Linked DNA regions of Rattus norvegicus: region 2 is linked to region 1. A link is a contact called in public Hi-C data. All regions are on one chromosome and are shown on one strand. The core of a region is the stretch at or near the end of the contact, and the rest is flanking DNA. Distances in the headings are between cores, read along the strand shown. Region 1 overlaps Foxp1 (forkhead box P1). Region 2 overlaps Foxp1 (forkhead box P1).

Evidence for each region. A called contact is a pair of places that touch in the nucleus more often than the background predicts.
Region 2: a contact with region 1 is called in a Hi-C map of liver, with 1.7 times the contacts expected there. The contact joins two enhancer-like sites. A contact is called at or near these places in 2 of 12 Hi-C or Micro-C datasets (Schwann cells and liver).

What each region holds. Positions count from the first base shown.
Region 1 is chr4:133,220,236-133,225,804 of GRCr8, reverse strand. All of the region lies in intron 2 of Foxp1 (forkhead box P1), which reads left to right. Among named protein-coding and RNA genes, the nearest start is that of Foxp1, 130 kb to the left of the region's middle. Within about 2 kb of position 2,509, at least 2 of the 93 cell types and tissues checked have an H3K27ac peak or open chromatin away from gene starts, as enhancers often do. A contact at or near this core is called in liver, where this site is marked.
Region 2 is chr4:133,289,664-133,295,232 of GRCr8, reverse strand. The region is part of intron 1 of Foxp1 (forkhead box P1); the gene reads left to right. Among named protein-coding and RNA genes, the nearest start is that of Foxp1, 61 kb to the left of the region's middle. Within about 2 kb of position 2,947, at least 17 of the 93 cell types and tissues checked have an H3K27ac peak or open chromatin away from gene starts, as enhancers often do. A contact at or near this core is called in liver, where this site is marked.

The DNA.
Region 1 (5,569 bases), core at 1,260-3,759:
TGGAGGGGATTCCGAGGCCCTGTGTGGGCTTCCCCGGTGTAAGATTTATTGTCGGCCGGACTGGGTGTCCTTTCTAAGAGCATTTACTCGGCATCTAAAGCGCTGTCAGGAGTATGACTTCTGAATGCTTTGGAGGTTGCAACTGCTAAGCTTCTTCTTCCCATCCCCGAGTTATATTTTTGAAATGCTGTGCAGGGATTTGTACAAGCTGCACTCTTCCCATGGACACCAACAGGGTCGTACTGTTAAACCTCAGCACACCACTGTGGAAATTTAACCCCAAAAAGCCAGAGCCCTGCAAGTGCTGGGTAGCTGAATGGGGCCTTAGGTACAGCAGCTTCTCTTTGGAGAACACCTCTGTAGCTACTGACTCAAAAAAGTTAAGCTGGGTTTTTGGTTTTGTTTGTTTTTTTTCCACTTACAGACAGGCAAAAGCAGGTCCCTACTCCATTTATGGGTCTTCCAAATGCCAGAAGAAAACTTGAACTTGACTCAGCTAAATATACTAGATCATGAAACCTCAGGGACTATTGAAACGGGAACAGTGGCCCATTACTGCTAAGAAGGTGTTTTATTGGAAATGAGCTGACATATTCTCCCTGGAGATTAAGCAAGAAAAGGCAGGGTGCCCAGCAGCCATGCAGGTTGCTCTCCTAGGCAAGCTAAAATATAAAACTTGCACTGCTGAGCCATGAACCATGAGCCAGCAGGCAGTAGAAGAGACGGGTGCAGGTTCAACCATTTAAAGCACCACACTTCGTTGTTGGTACCCCTGTCCCACCTCCTCTACTTTGCTTCAGCCTCCTACTCTCTGTATTTCAGACCCTTACACATCTCCCTGCCTGGCTCTTGAAAGTTGTCTTCAGAATAAATTGAGATAGATGAAATTTCCTAATCCTGGCAGGCTTACCAGCAGAGGGCAGGCGTAAAGAAGGTTTTGACACAAGGGTGTGTCAACTCAGGGTCAGAGGAGGGTGGCATGGCACAGGAGGAGGATTCCCTGAGCTTTGTTCCCAGGGCAAGATGGGACCTGCCTCCCCTGCCTCTTCGCCTGCCTGTGGCACACTCACACCACAGACCTTCTGAAAAGCTGGCTCCACTAAAGGTGGTCAGTGGCTTCATCTGGCATCAGCGAGTTTCTACGTAATTAAACCTTAAAAAAATTTTTAAAAGACTGTCATTTCCCCTAACAGCCATCGTTTCATTTCTCTTCAGTGCCCTCTTGTTGTGACGCTTCCTGCCCAGGGTTAACATGCAGATGAGCCGTAGGTGCTTGTCACTACATCTGTCACTAGGAGGGGCATGATGATGCCACTTGGTGCTGATGAACTTGACTACCCCTCCCCCATCTGAAGCATAAAGCCCATGGGAAGGGGGATTTTCTTCTGCCCTAACACGTGTATGATTTTGAGAATTTTACACACATCTATGTAATCTGTTATAACCCCATGGCAGAAGCAACACACTAATAAATTTCACATCATACTGAAGCAAGAGATTATAGTTTTATCATAAACAAGAGAGGGTAATTTATTAGTCAGTTAGATGCAGGGCTTGGAGAGATTGTAGCTGTTTCCTTTGGATGGTTTTGTTTACCTTGGTGTTTGAGGAATGCCTTCACATGTATCATGAAGGGTATTTCTTTTTATCTCTTTTTCTTTTGAGACAGTGTCTCGGTGAAGAATTTTTAAACTTTTTAAATTCATTTTGGTAACTGTTTTCTGCAGCGCACACACCCACTATAAGCTCCCTGAATGTTGACATGCCATGCCGTGTATGCATATATAAATTACTCCCTGATATGGGCATTATAAAGTGTTGCAATCAGGGAAGATGTGAATGGCAATTTGGAGACTGTGATAAAGAGAAATTTAACCTCCACTGCAACAGAGACTTTTCCCTTGGCCAAACTAATAGGCTCAGATGAGAAACAACATAATTAGTTTCACTGTCAGCATAGAGGTAACAGCGACACAAACAGTATCGATAGGCAGGCTCCCTGCTCTAGCTCCCTGCAGATGGATGATGTATTAATTTATATTTTTAAGTAAAAGCACTGCTTAAATCAAGACAGAAACGGGGTTCCTTAGAGACACATGTCCAAATCTCAGGAAAGGGACATAGCGGTTGCAATTTAGTAACTAATTGGCTGGCCCGGCTGCTGGTCTTTGGAGGAATACTATAGGGGAGTTCCTTCTGAAGAAGCAATCCATCAGACATGGTGCTGACTGGAGAAGGACCTGAAATCTCTGTCCCCTGGCTTCAGTAAAAGAAACACTTGATAGATTTTTTTTTAAAATTCTGTCATAATATTCTGGCTACTCTACTAAATTAGTTGGAAAGGGCAGGGGATATTGATGCAAGCATTGTTTGGAAGAAGACCATGAACTTGCATTAGATTTTGGCCTCTCGGACACAGTTCGTTTTTGGATCCATCCTGGTGTCCTTTAGTTGTATGCAAGCAGCTCTGGGCAAGCAGATGCTGAGAAGCACGTGGGCCAAGGCCCCGTGACCGTATCTACCTCTCTGCTGTGGCACCATTCATCAACATGTCGAATAGTGTCATGAGAGGGTGCTCCCTCTGCCTCCTCCTCTAATGCGTCTTGTCTCCAGTCCCCACTCAGAATAGGCAGTGAAGCCTTTCACTTTTCTTCTGTGTTGAAGGCTGGGCGGCTCTGCAAAAGCAAACAGAATACCCAGCTCAAGTCCTAGGTGTATTATTTGGTGGTTAGAGTTTGGTATGGGATCATAGTAATCTGTTCTTAAATGCACAGCCAGCTGCACAATGGACTCATTTAGCAACTGACAGGTTTCTTAATATGTGGTGTTTGAACAAGACTGTGTCTGTTGTGGGTGTTAGGATGTGGGCATCAAAAATATTTTTAAGTACAGTATTTATTGTTTCCTTCACTCTTCCTTAAACATCAGCCACCCTCACCCCTACCTCAGGTATCCGGTTTGTGTAATCATCAAACGCGCCCCCCCCCCGCCCTCCCCACCCTTTTTCGATTACCCAGTGTCTGCTTTGCTTTATAGAGCTGTGTCGTGAGGCATGCTTGAGTCACAGGGAAACAAAACCACTCTGCCTTTCTGGGTTTTTGTTTATTTGTTTTTGTTTTTCTGTTTTGAGACAAATTGTCATGGAACCCAAGCTGGCCTGGAACTTGTTACATAGTTGAAAATAACCGTGAACTCTTGACTCTACCTCCCAAGTACTGCTATTACAGACATGTTGATCACCAAAGCCTGGCTCCCAGTTTGCGTTACTAAAACTCAGTTTCTTCCTCCAAAAACTAGGATGGCAATTTCCATTGAAGTTACAAATGCATCAGGCCCTGGGACTGAGTAACTGAAGCTCATGCCCCCACAATAATAATCTTATTTTTTTTTTTTTTTTGAGCTGGGGACCGAACCCAGGGCCTTGTGCTTCCTAGGCAAACGCTCTACCACTGAGCCAAATCCCCAACCCCATAATCTTATTTTTTTCCTTTTTTTTTTTTTTTTTTTGGCTTTGTCTTTTTTGTCCCAGCTTTCCAAAACAACCTCACATTGGAGGTAATTAAAAATGGCAGTAACTATGATTCTCTGTTCCTGGAAGGTTTGATATTTTTATATTTTCCTCAAGGCATAGAATGTAGCAACTCTCCCTGAATGCCAGTCTCAGGGTCAAAACCCTTTTGAGGCCACCCTAGGATTCCCAGAATTAGCCCAGTTGTCCCAGGCTCAATGAGAAACACAGGTTTCTCATTGGTGGTGGAATTCCTTCCCAGCACTAGCCTCCTAGTCACTGCGCCATCTATCTGTTTGGAGAGGGCGGACTGGGCTCCAGGTGGCCACCAGGCTGTCTGCTAAGACATTTCCCTCTGTCTGGTCTAGAATCCTCTTTTCCAGTCCATCAGCCCTTCCACACACAGCTTCCCCAAGGGACCTTCCCAGCGCTCTCGGTGCTCCCTCCTGCTCTGCAGTCCCATGGTGCTCCCAGCCACCACTGTGCAATTTAGCACTTGTGTTACCATGAGCATTGCGTCAGTCCTTAATTATGCCGCGTAAGACTGGCCTCCACAGCTGGGTCCTAAGCGTCTGTAATGTTGTTGTTTGCCTGTTTGTTTATTCTTTGTTTGGAAGCTCCTGGAGACTCTTAACTGATAAACACTGACCTTTGTGGAGGAAGCCCTACTTGTCAAAGCATGCATGAGTTTTATGGGTGCCTCCTGCAGATCTTAGGCTGGAGGAAACACGTCATTTATTTCAAGCTCACCTCAGCTTTGTTCACACTCGTTAACTCTCAAATTAATTAAAAAATTTTTTTTAAATCACTGTGTGTTTCAAAATGGCTGTTTCTACTTTTTGAGGGGTGTTGGTTTGGGGAAAAACTTACTCTATTTTCATTTCCTGCTTTGGGGCTTCTGCCTACCCTTCTGGAAAGAAACACCCTGTTTCTTTAAAACTCAAGAATTCTACTGATGGAGGGGTTAGGGTGTTCAGGCAGATTCAAGGTCCTTCTCGAACCCTGGTCCTCAAAAGCCACCCTGATTCTTTATTGAATATTCATGAAAGGGTGGGGTGGCATTTATATGACCTGGAAAAAACAAAGACCATTAAAAAATTTGTTATCTGACACAAAACACTTCGGGGTGAAGAGTGGTGTGTGCTGAACCCATTTAACACCTGAATAGATGGGGAAGGCAAGGGGTGCTCTTGCATTTTCCTGTCAGATTCCTGGGGCGGGGTGGGGAAGGGATGTCTATCTCTGGCTGACCTCACTGAAGTCCAGGCGATTTCTTGATTAGAAATGTATCAATGTGCTTTCTGGTTTATAGCAACCTACATTTAATGCATCTCAAATTGAAAAGAACTTTTAAGTAAAAGTCTTGGAATGTACTGGGTTATACTTTGTTGCTTTTTAAAATTGTTTTTATTGATAAATGAATAATCATTGATTCCACTAGTCTGTTTCCTGATTATTTTCAAGAAAATAATAATTTTCAATAAAAATTTGTGGGTTGGTTTTGTTGTTTTGTTTTGTTGTTTTTTTTTAAATACACAAACCAGAAAGTTTTTTTAAGTTTAGAAATAGCATAATTGAGAAGTGATTTCCGAAGCTGCTGATACCTTGTATAGGCTAATCTGCCACTTAAATCCTGACACTAGAGCCAACAAAGTTTAGCATTATTGGTAACTTTAAAAGGGGGAAAAAACTGCCCTTCGGCTCTTGCTCTCAGCATCTAAGCAGTGAGTTGTTTCTAACCGAGGTCATCTCAAAGTGCCTGTTGAGAGGCGCTTTTGTTGTGGCTGATGTTGCATAAATAAGAAAGGAATTTCAAGAATTATTTCTTAGCAAACGTGTGGCAGCTGTCGTTCTAGAGGGGAAGTAGCGAAGAGGCACGTTGCGTGGTGAATTATTTGGAGCTCCATGTGGGGTTCCTTCCCTGCGTCAACAGGCATACTTTGTGAGGTGGCCTCTGGATCCGCAAGGGTGGCAGGGAGATGAAGGCTGGGCCCCACCACCGACGTGAAGTGAAAGTTCTCCACCGAGGCGGGTTTTCGAGGAAAGGCACAGCCTGGCGCC
Region 2 (5,569 bases), core at 1,698-4,197, 69 kb before region 1:
TTGTAACACTTTGGAGAGAGTATTCTATTACCCAAAGCCTCTAATGACTATGAAAAACTGGGGGTTATCTTTCTTAATTACATGTTTGAAACCCAACTGCTGAAGGCCTGACGAGTACTGGGCTCGGAGGATCTGCCTCCTTGCCTTCATGTTCCTGTGAGGTTCTTTTAGTTTATTATTTTTTTTTGATGTATTTGTTTTAAAAACGAATTCATGTATCATTGTATTCGTGCATGTGGGTTAATTTTCATGAATACAAAGGTTGCGGGCGTTACAGTGGCAACTTTGCATTTTTGATAATGGTGTATTTATTAACAGCTGGCTGTGTTCTGTGAAGGCTTATTTGTAAAGGATGGTGCTAGTGCCCGAGTTCCTGATCCTATTATGTTCTGAAATCTCAAGAATTCCATTTGAAGGCAATTAGAAGTGTTCAAGTCTCCCTGAGTGTGTTGTTCCCTGCTGCTCTGCTAGCACAAGGACCTTTGTTCTTTAATTAGGGAAAGGACTAGAGCTCATTAATTGTTGTTTTACGCAGTATCAGCTCCAACAAGAGGCAACAGTGCATTGCAAGGTGAAGTCCACCTATATACCAGGGGGCTCCCTGCATTCACCAGGCCGTGAAAAGGTAAAAGACCAGCAAGGGGTCTGTGTCTGGTTCTTCTTCTGACCTGAACTGTTCTCAAGTACCTAGCTGGCTGTTTATCAATTTGTAAAACAAAACATCTCCTAGATGCCAGGGGGCATCCCAAATCTAGAACTTTACTTTTATCAAAAGCCTACCTTCTTCCAGAAAGCAAAAGAGCTAAGATCTCTTTGTGGCTTCTTAGTAAGTTTGTGGACAGTGTCTAGAAACATTTAGAGCCCACTGAGCATGAATGCGTTATTAAGAAACTTCACAGAAAATAGTCACTGCCATAATTTGTAGACCAATTTTTGCTGCTACCATAGCCAGAGGTATACAAACGGACACCCAAACTAAATCAGAAGGCCTATGTTGCAGGAGTTACAACAGAAGCTTCCAGTTCCCACAAAAGTAGGCATTTGTTCTTGTATCTAGGAAACCCCCCCCACCACCACCTCTACACTGATCCCCAGTGCACATGACTCCGATGACTGATAAGGATCAATAATGCAGAGAAGAAGAAAGATGAGCAACTTTGCCTCCACAAAAACACCTCAGACTTCTTTGAATGGATAAGGTTTTTCTGGGACTGGGCTAGGATGGGCTGTTGGCGATGCCTTGAAATAAAAGACTGTGGAGACTCAGACATGGGGGTATGAAATTGGACAGGGGGGCAGTGAGTTTCATATTACTTTCCATTTGCCCAGAGAAGGGGTCATCTGTCTGTCTGGTGGCTAGCCCTGGAAGGACTCCGGACACTGGGCTTTGGTGAGGTCTCCACCGTCAACCTCACTTAGCAATTCGCCCATCCGTTTTTGCTGTCTCCTTCCACCTTTGCTGAAGCATGAATTGCCTGTGGAACCATAATGCTCATGGAAGACATTGTTAACAAGAGGGCTTTGCTTCATAAAGGAAACCGGGGCCTGGGAGCTGGAGGCCTGGCATCCCAGAAAAGGCAAATATAGAAACAAAGATCTCTCCCTCCAGATGCCCTACCTGTTAAGGAGGCACGTCTAACTTGCTATGTATGATTTTTTTTTTCCTCCAGTAATCTGTTTTTTTTTTTAAATGTTATATTTCTCGGGGAAAGAAAAATAGATTTTAAAATGTAAAAACCTGTTCTTCAATTGAGTATGCAAAAATCTCATTGCAGTATTTATTCCAAACCTGCTCTCATAATGTTCAGTCAAGGAGAAAACAGCGAAAAACAGTTGTTGATGGACTTAGCTCAGAACTGGATTAAATAAGCATTAGTCTACTGGAGCTGATTACAGGAATATGAAAATGCGGTATCTTAATGGTACATATTTTTATGTGGCAGCTCAGTTGCCTTTCATTTTGCAGCTAATATGTCTATTCTTATGAGTCATTTACTTCCTTAATTACCTTTTGCAGGCAAGGCACCATGGTATATTAATGTGAATGATTTTTACTGCCAGTTTATCATACAATGCCCCAGAAGTTGAAAGGCGTAATTGACTTGGAAGAACAGCTCGTGAAGGAAACAATATTTAGTTGACAGTTTTCCTTGTACTCTCTGTTGACGTTTATGAGTTTACACTATGCTAAAGGAGTCATAAACACAATTTTCTTTCAATAACAGCGAAGGGTAGCTTCTAAAATACATTTGTGGAAAACACATTTGTTCATTTCTTGAATAATAGGAAAATAACACATTTCCAGTGATAAGACCTCTCAGATTGCCAATTGAATTAAACCTTTGAAGGTATATTTATAACCTGTCTCCCAGCATTAGAAGAGACTAGGATTCAGTAGGGATTGAATCGGCTTAATGAATATTTAAATTATACACAGATTTGGGTAAGTCATATTTAAATCTAGGTGTTGGGGTGAGACTGATGCAGTCCTGCCAGCTTCCTGAATAAAGGGGAGGCAGGAAGAGAGCTTGGGAATTGGGAATTGTCTGGAAGATTTTTCTCTCTGAAGGGAAAGAAAGTCTGTCACTATGTTCTGGGAAAATAAAATACAAGAAGGCACAATGGGTGCAACTCCTTATAAGGTCTGGACTTCGAACAGTTAAAATAAGCCTCCAGTAGCTCTCCCTCACTCCGCAGCCTGCAAGGATGGCTTCTCCTGAACTCCACTTGGCAGGTTCTGCCTTCAGCCTGCCTCTGCAGGCCCCCGGGGCCTGCGTGGACTCTGGTTTTGGCACATCGGTTGAGAGGGAGTTAAACTTTTTCAGAGTTTTCTGGATTGTTTGCAGTTTCAGTCCTGTGCAACATAATGAAAGTTTTCTAGCCATCTGTTGTTAAGCTGGCAGTGAGCAAGGCCAGTATATCCAAACAAAGTCCTGGCCGCTGTAAACTGAACCTGTCAGCTTAGCATAGCTCTGCTGACCCTTCCAGCTCACAGGGCAGCCCTTGGTACCAGGCACTCGCTGCTGAGAGCTTTCAAAGGGGAACTATTTTGGGGGTAGGCAGCAGGGCCTGTTTACTTTCCCCTCTGTGTGCCTCTCGCTGGCTTGGACTAGTTTATACTTAATGTTTAAATGGATACTTACTTGTCTTCCCTCCTTTTTCAGAGGGAAGGACTTACTTCTCGCCAGGGGATTTCATTTTTCGGAAAGGGTGTAAATGTTGATAAATATGCGTGAGGTGGCCATGGTTCAAAAGGATATTTTATGCAAGTATTTTTGGTTTCATCATTTTTGTCTCCAGTGTTTGGGGAACAAATCATTCGGGCAAAGAAACTCCTACGTTTATTGCAGAGCTTATAGCATTTAAAACTGTTTATGGCTTTAAAAGGACTTTATTTTTTTTCTTCTGCAATTGTATTTCATCGTCATGAGTTAATGTGCAACGTTACTTCGCTAGGCAGAACTTGCACAGTGCTCCCTGCTCTATGGAAGAGCAACCTCCTGGTCTGCACTCATGTACAGTGCGTGTCTATTGCCCCAAGTAACGTAGCTTAACCCTAAAACCTTTGTGTTATTTTCTGGCACCCTTTCCCTTCTGCAGCAGTGAACTATTCTTGACTATATATGAAATATTCATATACGCATGAATCCCGTGTGTGTGCGCATGTGCATTACATTTGCATGTGGACATCTGTATGTGTACATGCACACGCAGTAACTCACATGTCTATGTGTATGTCTGTTGCATGTATGAAGACTGTTTAGTTGCCTTTGCAAACCTGTTCCTACTTGACCTTTGTGGCTTAGTGACTATGGCGTACACTTACTTCCTGTCATGCGCTGATTACATTTGCGCCTTCCATTAGAAGTCAGCCACGGGGAGCTATCGCTAAACCTTGGGTGTCCATTTCAAGCCATTAAAACATCCAGGGAATGTGGCCACCACTGTTGAATGACCACTCTAAAGGACTTCTTGGTCCTACTAACGAGAAGCAGACCCTGAGGTCACATGGCAAGAGGACAGGCAGGAGGGAGACGCACATTTATACATAACACTGGTTTAAAGGGGTGTGGCCATAACTCACAGCCAAAGAGTATGCAAGAGACAAGAAGCCATAAATGGGGGTGAGGGACACTTAACCCCTCCCTTCTAAGACAATAGAGTGCTACACTCCTGAAAAAAATATGCAATTTAAAATGTAAAATGAATGTGCTTACTTAAAAACACCATAGAGTCCTAATATGTTCAGAAGGTAACTGACCTGTAAAGTGCTCTTTCTGTTTTAATTTTTCTTACGTGTAGTGTTTTGGGTGGAAATGTCAGGAACTGGGTAATAACCTCGGTGTTTAGGATACTGCCTCTCGGAACATGACATTGTGTTTGGTTGTGTGTCCTTAGCATTATTTTTTTTAGAGGGGGCCTTCTTTAAGAGGTCACCTATTAGCTGTGTTCTTGCTGTCTTAAACTCAGCCCTTCTGCCTATTAAAATCAAACCACTATGTAAACATTCCAGTGTTGTTCTTAGTCTCCACAATGGCCACGGGGATCGGGTTTCACCTGCCTGCACATCTTCAAGCAATTAAAGCAATTAGTGAAGCCATTTCACATTCAAAGATTCAAGGTCTATGGTGACATTCAAGTCCAGCAGAAGTCTGAAAGGGGGAAAGGACGGGCCTGAAGCGTGGCTACCATTCCATGGCCCTGAGCAGACAATCTCTCTGTTAAAAATGGTAGCTTTTTAATGGTGTTATTATGAGGTTTTTAAATGACATCTCAAAAGTTGTTTATATCAAAAAAGCCCAACAGTCATTTAATTATACTAATGAAGGCCTTCTTACTTGGCAGATTTTTTTTTTTTTTTTGTAAAAAGACCTTTAATGTCCGAAGAAATGGAATGTTATTTCTTTCATCAAAGTGGAGGCAATTGCATTCTTTGTGGAGGAAAAATCTATTTTCTAATCTACAAGGGAAATTGCATTTCACTTTTATGGTAAACTTCCCTTGTTTGGGGGTAAATTACAGTCATGTGGAATATCGAAGTTGAGAAGTTCGGGGAGAAAATGTTGAAAGCAACTACCTTGTTCTTTTGTTTCCTTGGTGTCAGGGAATGACAGAGGAGACTGGCTCGTTTGATCTAGTGCGATTTAAAGCAAAGGTCCAGCCCTGAATATATGACATTCCACGGAATGGGTCAGAGGTGACTTGAGAAAAACAGCCTAGATTCTGGGATGGAATGTGCTGTTTGCTTTGCTTGTTGTGCTGGGAACTAAGTGAAACCATTTTTATTGTAACCTGGAAACTATGTTGACAACATGTCGTGTTGTTTTGAAGGAAGAATTTGTTTTGACAAAATAAATATAAACATGTTTTGACTTAAAGGGGATTCTTGTAAAAGCAGGAAAATATTTACAAACAGCGTGAATGTGTAACGTGTTTTGACTGTGAGTAAAACAGAAAAATATTTATGTTAAAAAATGTGCAAAATATTTACCCCAACGTCAAACACATGGTAAGCAAGATATACCATTGTAGACACACCCGAAGAGTTCAAAGACTGAACATGGACAGT